Regions from separate parts of the Rattus norvegicus genome. Here regions 1 and 2 are each linked to region 3. Evidence: chromatin contacts called from public Hi-C data. All regions are on one chromosome and are shown on one strand. The core of a region is the stretch at or near the end of the contact, and the rest is flanking DNA. Distances in the headings are between cores, read along the strand shown.

Evidence for each region. Hi-C and Micro-C count contacts between places; a contact is called where the count stands out from the background.
Region 1: a Hi-C map of liver shows a contact between it and region 3, with 2.6 times the contacts expected there. The contact joins the enhancer-like site here to the promoter of Ppp1r3b in region 3. A contact is called at or near these places in 2 of 12 Hi-C or Micro-C datasets (both in liver).
Region 2: a contact with region 3 is called in a Hi-C map of liver, with 4 times the contacts expected there. The contact joins the enhancer-like site here to the promoter of Ppp1r3b in region 3. A contact is called at or near these places in 2 of 12 Hi-C or Micro-C datasets (both in liver).

Annotation. Positions count from the first base shown.
Region 1 is chr16:63,484,047-63,487,579 of GRCr8, forward strand. The region is part of intron 3 of LOC102553369 (a long non-coding RNA gene); the gene reads right to left. Among named protein-coding and RNA genes, the nearest start is that of Eri1, 58 kb to the left of the region's middle. Within about 2 kb of position 2,250, at least 4 of the 93 cell types and tissues checked have an H3K27ac peak or open chromatin away from gene starts, as enhancers often do. A contact at or near this core is called in liver, where this site is marked.
Region 2 is chr16:63,502,488-63,506,257 of GRCr8, forward strand. No RefSeq gene overlaps it. Among named protein-coding and RNA genes, the nearest start is that of Ppp1r3b, 41 kb to the right of the region's middle. Within about 2 kb of position 1,649, at least 4 of the 93 cell types and tissues checked have an H3K27ac peak or open chromatin away from gene starts, as enhancers often do. A contact at or near this core is called in liver, where this site is marked.
Region 3 is chr16:63,544,041-63,547,503 of GRCr8, forward strand. It overlaps Ppp1r3b (protein phosphatase 1, regulatory subunit 3B), which reads right to left and starts at 1,635. Exons shown (of 2, transcript NM_138912.2): 1 at 1,433-1,635.

The sequences.
Region 1 (3,533 bases), core at 1,000-3,499, 59 kb before region 3:
TGTCCTCACTTGAGGAGCCCTGAGGATTATCCCTTTGTCTGTGGGGCCACGTCTTCCAGCGACTACAGAGCCATTAACAAGGATACAAAGCCAGGTTCTCAGGGAAGATGGCAGCGTATGATAGTGCTGAGCGAGCAGAGATTTTTATCAGGGAATTAAAAAAAAAACACCTTAAAGACGCCACAGGCAAGATTATGAGCCAAGGGGTGTGGTCTTACCTGGGAGGTTGGTGTCAAGAGGAGTTTTCAGAGAGATTGTAAGAAGACAGATCTTTGAAAGGGAAATTCTTCATGGGTGTCAGAAACACTCATGGGGAGGGGGTAAAAGATTTATTGTGGAATTTCAACTTGGGAACGAAATGACATTTCAGAAAAACTCTTCAGGGATCTTTGCTGAAGAATGCTGACAGCAGATCCTTGGCGAAGGTCCGGAACACTGCGGAGGATTATCCAGTACACGGGGTAAGGAAGTACTGTTAAATCCCCATTTCTGTAGATGCACCCTGACTAAAGTTCCTGAGGCCATTTCATTCTGGAAAACAACAATAGTTTAGCTGGGGACAGATGGTGGGCTTCATTGTGTGGTGCAGAGAGGACGCTAAACTGGTTTGCGATTGTGCACTCTCAGGGTAACTCACCTATTCCTATGTTAATGGCATTTAACCATGTACGAGGCCAGAAATGTCAGGTTCTAATCACCCCCTCCACACTGGGGATTGAAGGTACAACACATAGCCGGACAGCAGTAGTGAGTGGTACCTGCCTTTAATCCCAGCACGAGAGCAGAAGTAGGTAGATCTCCGAGTTCAAGGCCAGCCTGGTCTAAAGAGCAAGTTTCAGGATGGCCAGGGCTACAAGGAGAAACCTTGTCTCAAAAAACTACGTCTAGATAAGTAGTATAGATAGGACAGGACAGCATAGGATAGGATAGGATAGGATAGGATAGGATAGGATAGGATAGGATAGGATGGATGGATGGATGGATGGATGGATGGATGGATGGATGGATGGGTGATGGGTAATGGGTGGTAGGTGGTGGGTAGATAGATGGGTGGGTGGGTAGATAGATGGGTGGGTGGGTAGATAGATGGATGGGTGGGTGGAATGGATGGATGGATGATGGATGGATGGATGGATGGATGGATGGATAAGATATAGGACAGATAGAATGGATACATACATACATACCATACAGACATACATACATGCATATATATATGCATACATGCATGCATGCATACATACATACATACATACATACATACATACATACATACATACATACATACAACACAACACATGACCTATGGGGACTCTTTTGAACTTTGACAATCTTATTTAAAATGTGCCTGGGATGTGAGCACAAAAGAACTTGCTTGGAGTTTAAACAATTGTGTAGCCCAAGTAGTCTTACCTGATGGCTATGTCCTACAGGCCTCTAGGAGCTTTGATGGCCAACCTGCATTTGAGCGAACATTCTGAATTGTGTAGAAGCCCCACCATCTTCCTCTGGTTTCCTACAGCTGTTCATGGGTTTCTTCTGTTCTCCTTTGTTGACTTTTGCCTTTATTGGCCATGGTCAACTGGTTTCTATGCATTTTGGGGACCCTAAACTCTCAGGATTGTAACTGTGGACTTTCCAATCATGTGGTGGGAACATGGTTTCCTCTTCATTCTGCCCCTTCTACAGGCTCCGTAGGAACAGATTGAGTGGAAACTGGCTAACTTTGGAGAAACCATACAGATCAGAATTGGTGAGTTAAACCTTAAAATGCTGTATCGAAATATTAATTGATAAAATATAATGTATGGAATTTTCTTCAAAATGACCCATGCTGGAAGGGCAAGTGGGCAGAGAATTTGGTTAAACGAGACTAAGTTCATAGTTGAAGCCCAGAATAAATAGCACACTGGGGTTCATTATACAAGCCTGCTTATTTTTGTATATGACTGAAAATTCCCATAATAAATCCTTTGTGAATGGCTGCTGAGATAACTATTTTAGAACACCCGGGCTGTCTCTGGTTTGGGCAGTTTCTCTCTGGCCACCTTTCTCTCCGACATGTTTATTTAGCTCTGCTTTTTCCCCTGACCCTGATTTCTTTCCCCTTTGCCCTATTATGAAGCACTAAATCCCTAGACTCCTTACTTAGAACTTTTAATTCTTAGTCAGTGTACAATAGCTTCATTATAACATTTTCAGGCACGCACACCAATGAACTTTGAGCATATTGACCTCTTCCTGTTGCTGTCTTTCCCATTTAAGGCAAACACTATAGCAAACGGCTATAACAAACAAAAGCAAACGGCTCTTTTTATGTACTGCAAATGATGTCATTCTTTGGTTACACTTCTCAACAGCCTACAGTTGGGGGAGACTGTTCTTATTATCAAACATACCTGTTGACAGTGACTTTGTGAACCATGTGGCTGTCTCCCGAGGAATTCTATCTTCCTTCTCCCCGACCTGGATCTTACACCCAGCTCAAAACGTCACTGCCTCCTCCCATCCCTTTACCACTCTGACCTTTGTTTAACCTCACAGCAGAATAGAAAGAACGAAGGGTGGACCTTTCTTATGGTTGTGGGCAACAGAATTGAGCGTCTTTCTAGAACATTCTATCTGGAGAAGTCAACCTTAAGAGATAGGCCTTGTTTATTTCTGATTTGGAGGGCAAGGAGAAATCCCCACGACCCCTAAAACTTTCTCTGCGGATTTCTCTCCCTCACACGTCTCTTGCTCCCTTTCCGAGAACTTCTGGCAAGAAACATGTTGACTCATGGTGGTTTATCATTTCCTTCCTCTGGCTCACTTCCAGTCAGGATGCTAATGAGTTGTCAAGTGATTGGCAGGGAAAGCAGACGACTTTCTACCTTCGGAAACTCCATCATCTTAGCCTTGATAATCTGGAGCCGACAGTGACAGGTGGAGACAGGGTTGCCAGAGTTAAGTTGGACACAAGCTGTCTCCTGCTCTCCAGCACAGGACAGCTGTGCTTCCTTTGAAGACCACAGTCTACACCGATTTGTTCCTGCAGACTATGTAGCAGCAAAAATGCTGGGTGTAGTTAAAGAGTTTGAATCTCAGTTCCATTGGTTGGGTGGATGTGTTGGGTGTCTCATCTTAGAGAACAGATTTTCTTGGTGACAAACAGATGCTTCTCTCCTTCCCCTCAATGACTAGGAGCTAGGCAGGACCCAGACCTCAAAGCCATCCAGCTGTGTGGAACGCCTTTCCAGGAAGACGAAGAAAGACAGTCATGAAATTCCCAGACTCATGACTACATGACTCTAGTCCAGTCACTCTGGGTACATTGAGGTGCAGCATGAGGTAAATTAGGGTGAGGCAGGTGGCATCGCCTAAATTTTAAAAGCCACCGGAGTAAAGGAACCAGATAAAATGTGGATGCCCACTTACTGTTAAATTTCAGATCTAGAATATGTTTTAACTTGAGTCAGTCCTTCATGTTGCATAGACACACATATTAAAATAAATATTTGCTATTTATCTGGAGTTGCATGGGTTCTATTTGT
Region 2 (3,770 bases), core at 399-2,898, 42 kb before region 3:
TCAAGACGGGAACATGGAAGCATCCAGGCAGGCATGGTGCAGGCAGAGCTGAGAGTTCTACATCTTCCTCTGAAGGCCACTAGGAGAAGACTGACTTCCATACTGGGTGGAGCTTCATAGCCCACCCCACAGGATGCACTTCCTCCAGCAAGGCCGTACCTCCCAACAGTGCTACCCCTGGGCCAAGCATTTTCAAATTACCACACTTGGTTCACGACATCTCTTTGTTGGGCTCTGACCATCAAAACATAGTAGAAGTGCGGTGAGTATGGATTCCCAAGACTCCACGACTCATAAGCATAATGCTACAGAGGGAAGAAAATGATGTTCAGAGTGGAAGAACCCTGGTGTTTCATAGTGGAAAAGCTGTGAGACCACGAGAAGTGTGGTGGTGCCGTCTGTCTTGCATGCTTGTGAGGACTGGGGGCATTAGGCCTCTGTCCCTGGGGAAGGGTGAGGGGTGATGAATATAAACATCTTGCCTCTGCCCAGCTCCCTACCTCCCTGCCACCCCAAGACAGGGTTTTCCTGTATAGTCCTGGCTGTCCTGGAACTCGTTTTTTAGACAAGACTGGCCTTGGATTCTCTGCCTCCCTAGTTCTGGGATTAAAGGTCTAATCCACTACCGCCCTGCTCCAGCTCATTTTTAGATAAGGGCTCACACTTTTTCAGTTTTGAAATTTAAACCTTTTCTAGCTAAGAAGTGATGATCTTTCCCAAACTGTAGGGGGATTTTCGTGTGTTGTTACATCAGCACTTGGGTGGGGACAATATCCCTGGGTTTCATCAGAGTTGAAAAAAAAATTCCACGATTTAAAGAGGTGATAGCCAGTTTTATGTTACTGTAATGAATCCCCGAGATGATCTGATTAGAGAGAGAAAATATTTCTTCTGGCTCATTGCTTTAACCAGGGGTCTGATCCTGTTGCTTTGGGCCTATGGCCTAACAACCCATCCTGATTGGGACACCCCACAAACAAAACCACTCATCTCAGAACCAAGAAACAAAAGGGGGAAGGAAGAAGTGGAGTCCCACAGTTCCCTTCAGGCAGACCCCCAAAGACCTAAAGACCTATTAACGTCCTACTTCCTGCAGCTCTCACCACCTTCCATAGCACCAGATGAGGTCCTCAGCCCTGATTCCAGCTCTGTCCCTGCCTTTAAGGAATTTACAGCCTGCAAAAGTGAGCAAAAGCATGTTATCACTAATCACTCAAATTGATAGAGATTCCACACCCGAGACTGGGCTCTGAAGCAAAGAGCAGAGGAGTCCTAGATAGCTAGGATAGAAACTTAGAAAATGCCATTCGGTAAGCAAGGAAGAGGCTGGGGGATTAGGGGACACACCCTCCTGGCTTCACATCTCGCTGCAAGACAGCTGCACCCAGGCTGCTGGCAGGGTACAATGCAGGTTCTGCCCTGTCTGGAGGAGCGGGGGATGTGGTCAGCTGAGCATGAAGGGCTTGAAGGGTGGGATGCCCTGGGACTCCTCTCACCAAGAGGGCCCCTTGGGAACACTGTCTACCTGGGGAGGAAAATTTCCTCCTTCCGCTAAACTGCCAGTCCGCCGAGTTTCTGCTGCACGAAGCACAGCTAAGCTGTTAAATTTTAAAGTTGATCAAGTCTAGTTTCTGAGAAAAAAAAAGAAAGAAAAGTGTGTTCTTTGCTCAATTGATCTCTCTGAGGGCATGGTCAGGAGGACAGGTAGGTCACCGTGTCAACAAAGTTTGGAGGGGAAAAACAGGGACACTCGACAGCTTCCAGCAATTTCTTGAAGTTGGAGAGGGGGTTAGGTAATTGCATAGTTCAGTCCCCTTCTGTTTATGGGAGGAAGTGGGGACTAAGAGTTGACATGACTTCTGAGTTTCTTAAACTGAGTTCTCTGCTTAAAGGAGGAGCCAATAGAGAAGGGGTGTTTGAGACAGGTACCTTGCTCAAGGTTCATTTTAACGCTGTGACCTCTTTACTAAGAGAGAAGACACCCCCTGCAGTCTATAACCTTGTCTGCCGCGAAGGGACTCCACCTGCATCATCTATCTGCACCGGGGCCTGTGCGTATTTATTCTCTGGAGTCCTGCTCTTTGCTCTCTTTATTTTTCCTGCCCCCACATTTGTGTTTGTTCTTGGGGCTCGCCATGCATAATGCTGGAGTCCACGGGTGTAACTCGAGCTCAGCACTAAATATAGCCAGAGCTATCACGGGAGGCGCCCATACATGTCAGCCCCGTTCAGTGTCTACAAACCGCGCCCTCAGCTGCAGACACAGGGCAGGCATCTGCATTGCTTTCCTGAGAGGTCATTTTGAAATGGAAACTGTCACTGAAAGCTGGGGTGACCTGGGTCAGCAAGAAACCAGTGCTTATCACAGCCACACCCCTGCTTCGTCTCTGGTATGCCCAGACGGTGCAGGGGCTGAGGTAAGCTTCCCCCTCCCATCTCCATCCAACAAACAATTTAACGACATAGTCCCTGTGGTCTCCATTCCCACCCCATGGTCCTCTGAAAGAAACTGGAATGTTCCTGTAAGGATATCACCCAAGAATATTGTTCGTGTTCCTGGAGGAGACTGACGTGTGGGTTAATGTTGATTCTTGCTCCAAATCAGAGAGCCACAGTTCCCAGACAGTGCAATCAAACTCCTCACTGCACAAGGTCAGCTTCCAACTCCATTTCCTCCACAAAGTCCTTTCTTAACCCTGGGGTCCACGCATTTCTCTCTTGCCGAGAGTGATTACTGTACCGGCTAAAAGTCGGCTGTGTGCTTCATAAATTATTTGTAGCTTTTATCTTGTCAGAATGGGTGCAAAGCTGCTAGGAATTTGAGCCCAGGCCTTCTGCTTTCCCACTGTGGAGGCAGCATCAGGCCTGACTGAGTTCTTGCTCTCTTGAGAACATGGAAGAAGGTATTCTGCCCCTCCTTACTTCCCTTGCCCAGAGTAGAGTCAGCCATGAGTTATCCTAAGGCTGGGGACTGACAAACAAGGAGAGGTGGTCTGAACGGAGCAGGGGCCTCTTAAGCAAATAAATTCAGTGTCAGAAGGAAGACTCTTGCTCTGTGAGCTGAGTCATCTGGAGGACAGCGGGGTTGGTGGGGGCAGAGAGAGACAGAGACAGAGAGACAGACAGACAGACAAGAGACAGAGACAGACAGACACAGAGAGACAGACAGACAAGAGACAGAGACAGACAGAGACAAAGACAGAGCCAGAGAGACAGGCAGACAGACAAGAGCCAGAGCCAGAGCCAGAGACAGACAGACAGACGAGAGACAGACAGACAAGAGACAGAGACAGACAAACACAGAGACAACAATGAATAGAGACAGACAAGAGACAGAGATAGACAGACACAGAGACAGGCAGACAGACAAGAGACAGAGACAGACAGACACAGACAGACACAGAGAATAGAGACAGACAGACAGAGGGTAGACAGAATAGAGCTTGGAGCTCATTACTTCATCCTTCAGGCGAGCTGACACCAGATCCGTGAGATCCTCAAGACTGGAGTTGCAAGCCTCTGCAAGAACACTGCATGCAATGACACCTTCTTCCAAGCTAAAGCCCCTCTCTCCCCTTCCCTGCCTCCCAGCCCCTGGGAACACACACAGTCGCATTCACCAGAGCATCCTCCACAGAGCTTACTACCCAGGAAGAAGGTTGCTCCTCAACTACATTGCATTCAAAGTACTAAGTACAAAATACTCAGAAAGGACCATTACATGGGGTGACCGAGCTAAAGTTGGGGGCTCTTAGGGGTGTGACATGAGA
Region 3 (3,463 bases), core at 385-2,884:
GTAGCTTTGAATGACAGAGCCCGAACCAGTCAAAGGCAGCAGGAAGCACAGGCCTAAGAATGCCTCTGCTCGAAGCACAAGGCCCTGGGTTCGGTCCCCAGCTCCGAAAAAAAGAACCAAAAAAAAAAAAAAAAAAAAAAAGAATGCCTCTGCTCAGCTGAGCTTTAACAAATGAACTCTTATAAGTTTTCTTCTGAGGTCACTCGCAGCTCCGACCAACAGAGTTGCTAACAGGGCCACGATGCGTCTCTTCCCACTAACTTTCCCCTAAATGGCCCGACTTCAACTGTCTCCACTTTCTCCCTGGTTCCTGGACGTCTTTGCCAAATGGACCAATTCCTTCCCTGCCTAGAAGAAACCTTTCTTTCTCCTGGACCCGCAAGCTGAGAGAGGGCCACATTCCAACAACTCTACAAGTTCCCCACTCAAGACTTTTGTAGCTTTCTCGTCTCTGTTTCTCCGTGGGCCTGCCATCCACTGTTCTGAAACTACTGTCCGGTTCCCAGCCTCTTCTCTGGGTTCAAAACGGCAGCTGCGAACAAGTCCCTGGGGGCAGGTCAGCGAGTCCCGATCCCACCAGCCGTTCTCCGAGGGTGCTGTGCCTGCACCCGGTCCCCGGTCTCCCCACGAGTCTGCTTCGACAGGGTCTGCACCTACCTCTCCCGCGGCGCTGCAGCCGGGGTCGCTGCTCGCTGGCCTCATGGGAGAGCCTGAAGAGAAGTGACAGGGTTGACTGCTGCCACTGAACTACGTGAGCGTCGGGGTGTCCCGGAGGTAGGGCCTGGGCTTAGTTCCCGGAGACGAACAAGAGGGAGGAGCCCAAGTTATCACACCAGGGCGGGACCTGGCGTCCGGACAACCCAGACGGGAGCAGCGCCTCACGAGCACCCCCACGCGGGCTGCCCCGTTCCCGGGTGGAGCTCACCTCGATCCTATTGCCTGAGTGCAGCAAAGGGTGATCTGAACCAAACTAGGGAGTAGTAGGAACAAGTCCACACTACTAGATGGAGTCAGGGCTGGGACGCGGGGTTTCTTGCATCTATTTCGTAAAACGGGAAACTGAGGCCCTGGGGGGCTTGTGTTTGGACTCCAGATTCCGCAGCAAAAACCTGGAATTGTCCTCCAAAAGTGTCAAATCTCAGGTTGGGGATGTGCCATAACAGGACTTGCCACATCTTTTCTGTTCAGGACGTCCCCCCTGGCTACGTTTCGCGGGCTAACTCGGCGCAGGGATTTCGGGGCTCCCCTCTAGGCTCCATCCCAGCTCGAGTCCCTGAGATGTTTCTGCACGTTGAAGCGACAAACTACCTGAGCCCTGTGAGTCAGTGTAAGTGAGACAAGTGGTTAAGTGGCGGGGAACTCTCCAGCGTGCCCCTCACCCGCAGATTTCCTGGCCCTGTACCTTGAGCTAGAGGCTTGGGGAGGTACGTACCCGGTACAGCTCTTGACTATGGAGGGGAGACCCTTCAGCCCGCCCCACCATCTGAGCTGGATGACAGTGACAGCAACCACGACGGCAAAAGCGGGGCAGGCACTCGGCTTGGTCCTTGCAACAGCAGCCCTCTCACCTGCTCTCTGGCTTTCAGCACTCTGGATTCTGGCTCCAGCAGCCCGTGGCGCCCTTTAACTTTCCAGCCACCTCTCCCTACTAAGGGTGCTCTCCAAGACCCCCTTTTCCCTCCCCCACGTGAACGCGGGACTCAGCCAATGAGCAATCTGGACACGAGCCGCGGACCAATAGCCATACTTGGGGCGAGCAGCACTCCGCCACGTGATCTGCAGCGTGTGGCGAGTGACAGGGCTGGAATCCAGGATTTGGGACAGGGACAGCAGGTCACAGTTTCATCAGGAGCCGGGGTACCCACGCCAAGGGGTGGAGGCGATTTCCTACGGTGGAAGGTCCGGTTGTAGAGAGACTGACCCAGGATCATAGGCTGTGTGCAAAGTTCCCTATTGCTTATAACAAAGTTCTAACCAGATCATAGACTCCCGGGTGTAAAAGGCAGTGTTGTGTTGTCTTTCCACTGGCTCCTCCTTTGCCCTATGTAGGACAAAAAGCCCCAGGGTTTACAGATGGCTATGACCTTCCCAGAGTGCCTAGAGGCAAGTATTCTCCACTCCCTCCCCATTTTGATTTTATCTGCATCTTCAGCTGTAGTGTCCCAAGCATTCGCTGAATCCTGCTTTCTGGCCATTAATTACGCTAGCAAAATCTTTTCCTTGGAGATGTTATCTGGTGGAACATCACTCTCATGTTCACAGGACTGCAGTCGTGGCTGAGGATTAGTGGTGTATTTAGGAGACTGCCTGACTTGGATACAGTAGCCATCTGCTGTCCCCAGCCTCTGTGCCCCTGGGGTTCTGTACATGATAGTGACTTTAGGAACCAATGACTCCTCTTGGGAAATCTATGGATCTGAGCGGCCACTTGAGGTAGGCTCATAGTTTTCTACCTTTAATGAGTAGTGAATTTTTCGGGATGTTGCTAATTGATACAGGGTTGCCAACTTTAAAAAGTGTTAAGTCAACACATTAAAACAAATCTACCACCCACCCACCCTTACTGTTTTGAAACAGCATCTTGTTATGTAGCTCACAGAGATCTCCAACTTAACTCTGTAGTTCAGGCTAGCTGCAAATTTATGGCTTTCCAGGGATTATCAGTGTGCGCCACCACTTACTGACTTTTTGGTGAGGTTTGTTTGTTTGTTTGTTGAGACAAAGCTTTTCTAGGATATCCCTGGCTATCCTAGAATTCACTCTGTAGACCAGGCTGTACTTGAACTTAGTGAATTAAAAAAAAAAGAAAGAAAGAGATAAAGAAAAGAAAGAAAGAGAGGGGGAGGGAGGGAGGAAGGGGGAGAGAGAGGGAGAGAGGAAGGGGAGAGAGAGGGAGGGAGAAAGGGGAGAGAGAGGGAGAGAGGGAAAGAGGGAGAGGAAGGACATGGCTACCAGTCCGGTGAACAAGGTTGAGTGTGGATTCGAGGGAGAGCATAGCCGTAGGCAGAGACATCTGGGAGAGTTCAGAGCAAATGTGACCCTGAGCTAGGCTACGTGAGGAGAGGAGGGAGGGGAGAGGAGATACTGACCAAGAGACCAGGAGGATAAGGGGTAAACTAAAAGACTCAAGCAACAAAAATGTCTAGACGGCATATATAGGAAGGGCAGCTAGGGGAAGGACAACCCAGCCTCTGGGCTGAGAAATTTAGGGTAGGGATAGGGTATGAGGGGCTGAGGGATCTGGGAAGAGCCTGATGGCCAGGTCTGCTTTGATAGGTTACATAGACACCTTAATTAGCCACTTGTTCCGGCTTTACATCTGACAGAGATCTGCCTACCCCTGCCTGTTGAGTGCTGGAGCTAAAGGTGTGTCACCAGGCCCAGCTACCAACGACTTTTGAAAAGTATTCTTGCTTTGAGAACAACGGGACACAAGAAGGTCACTATTCATTAACTCATACTG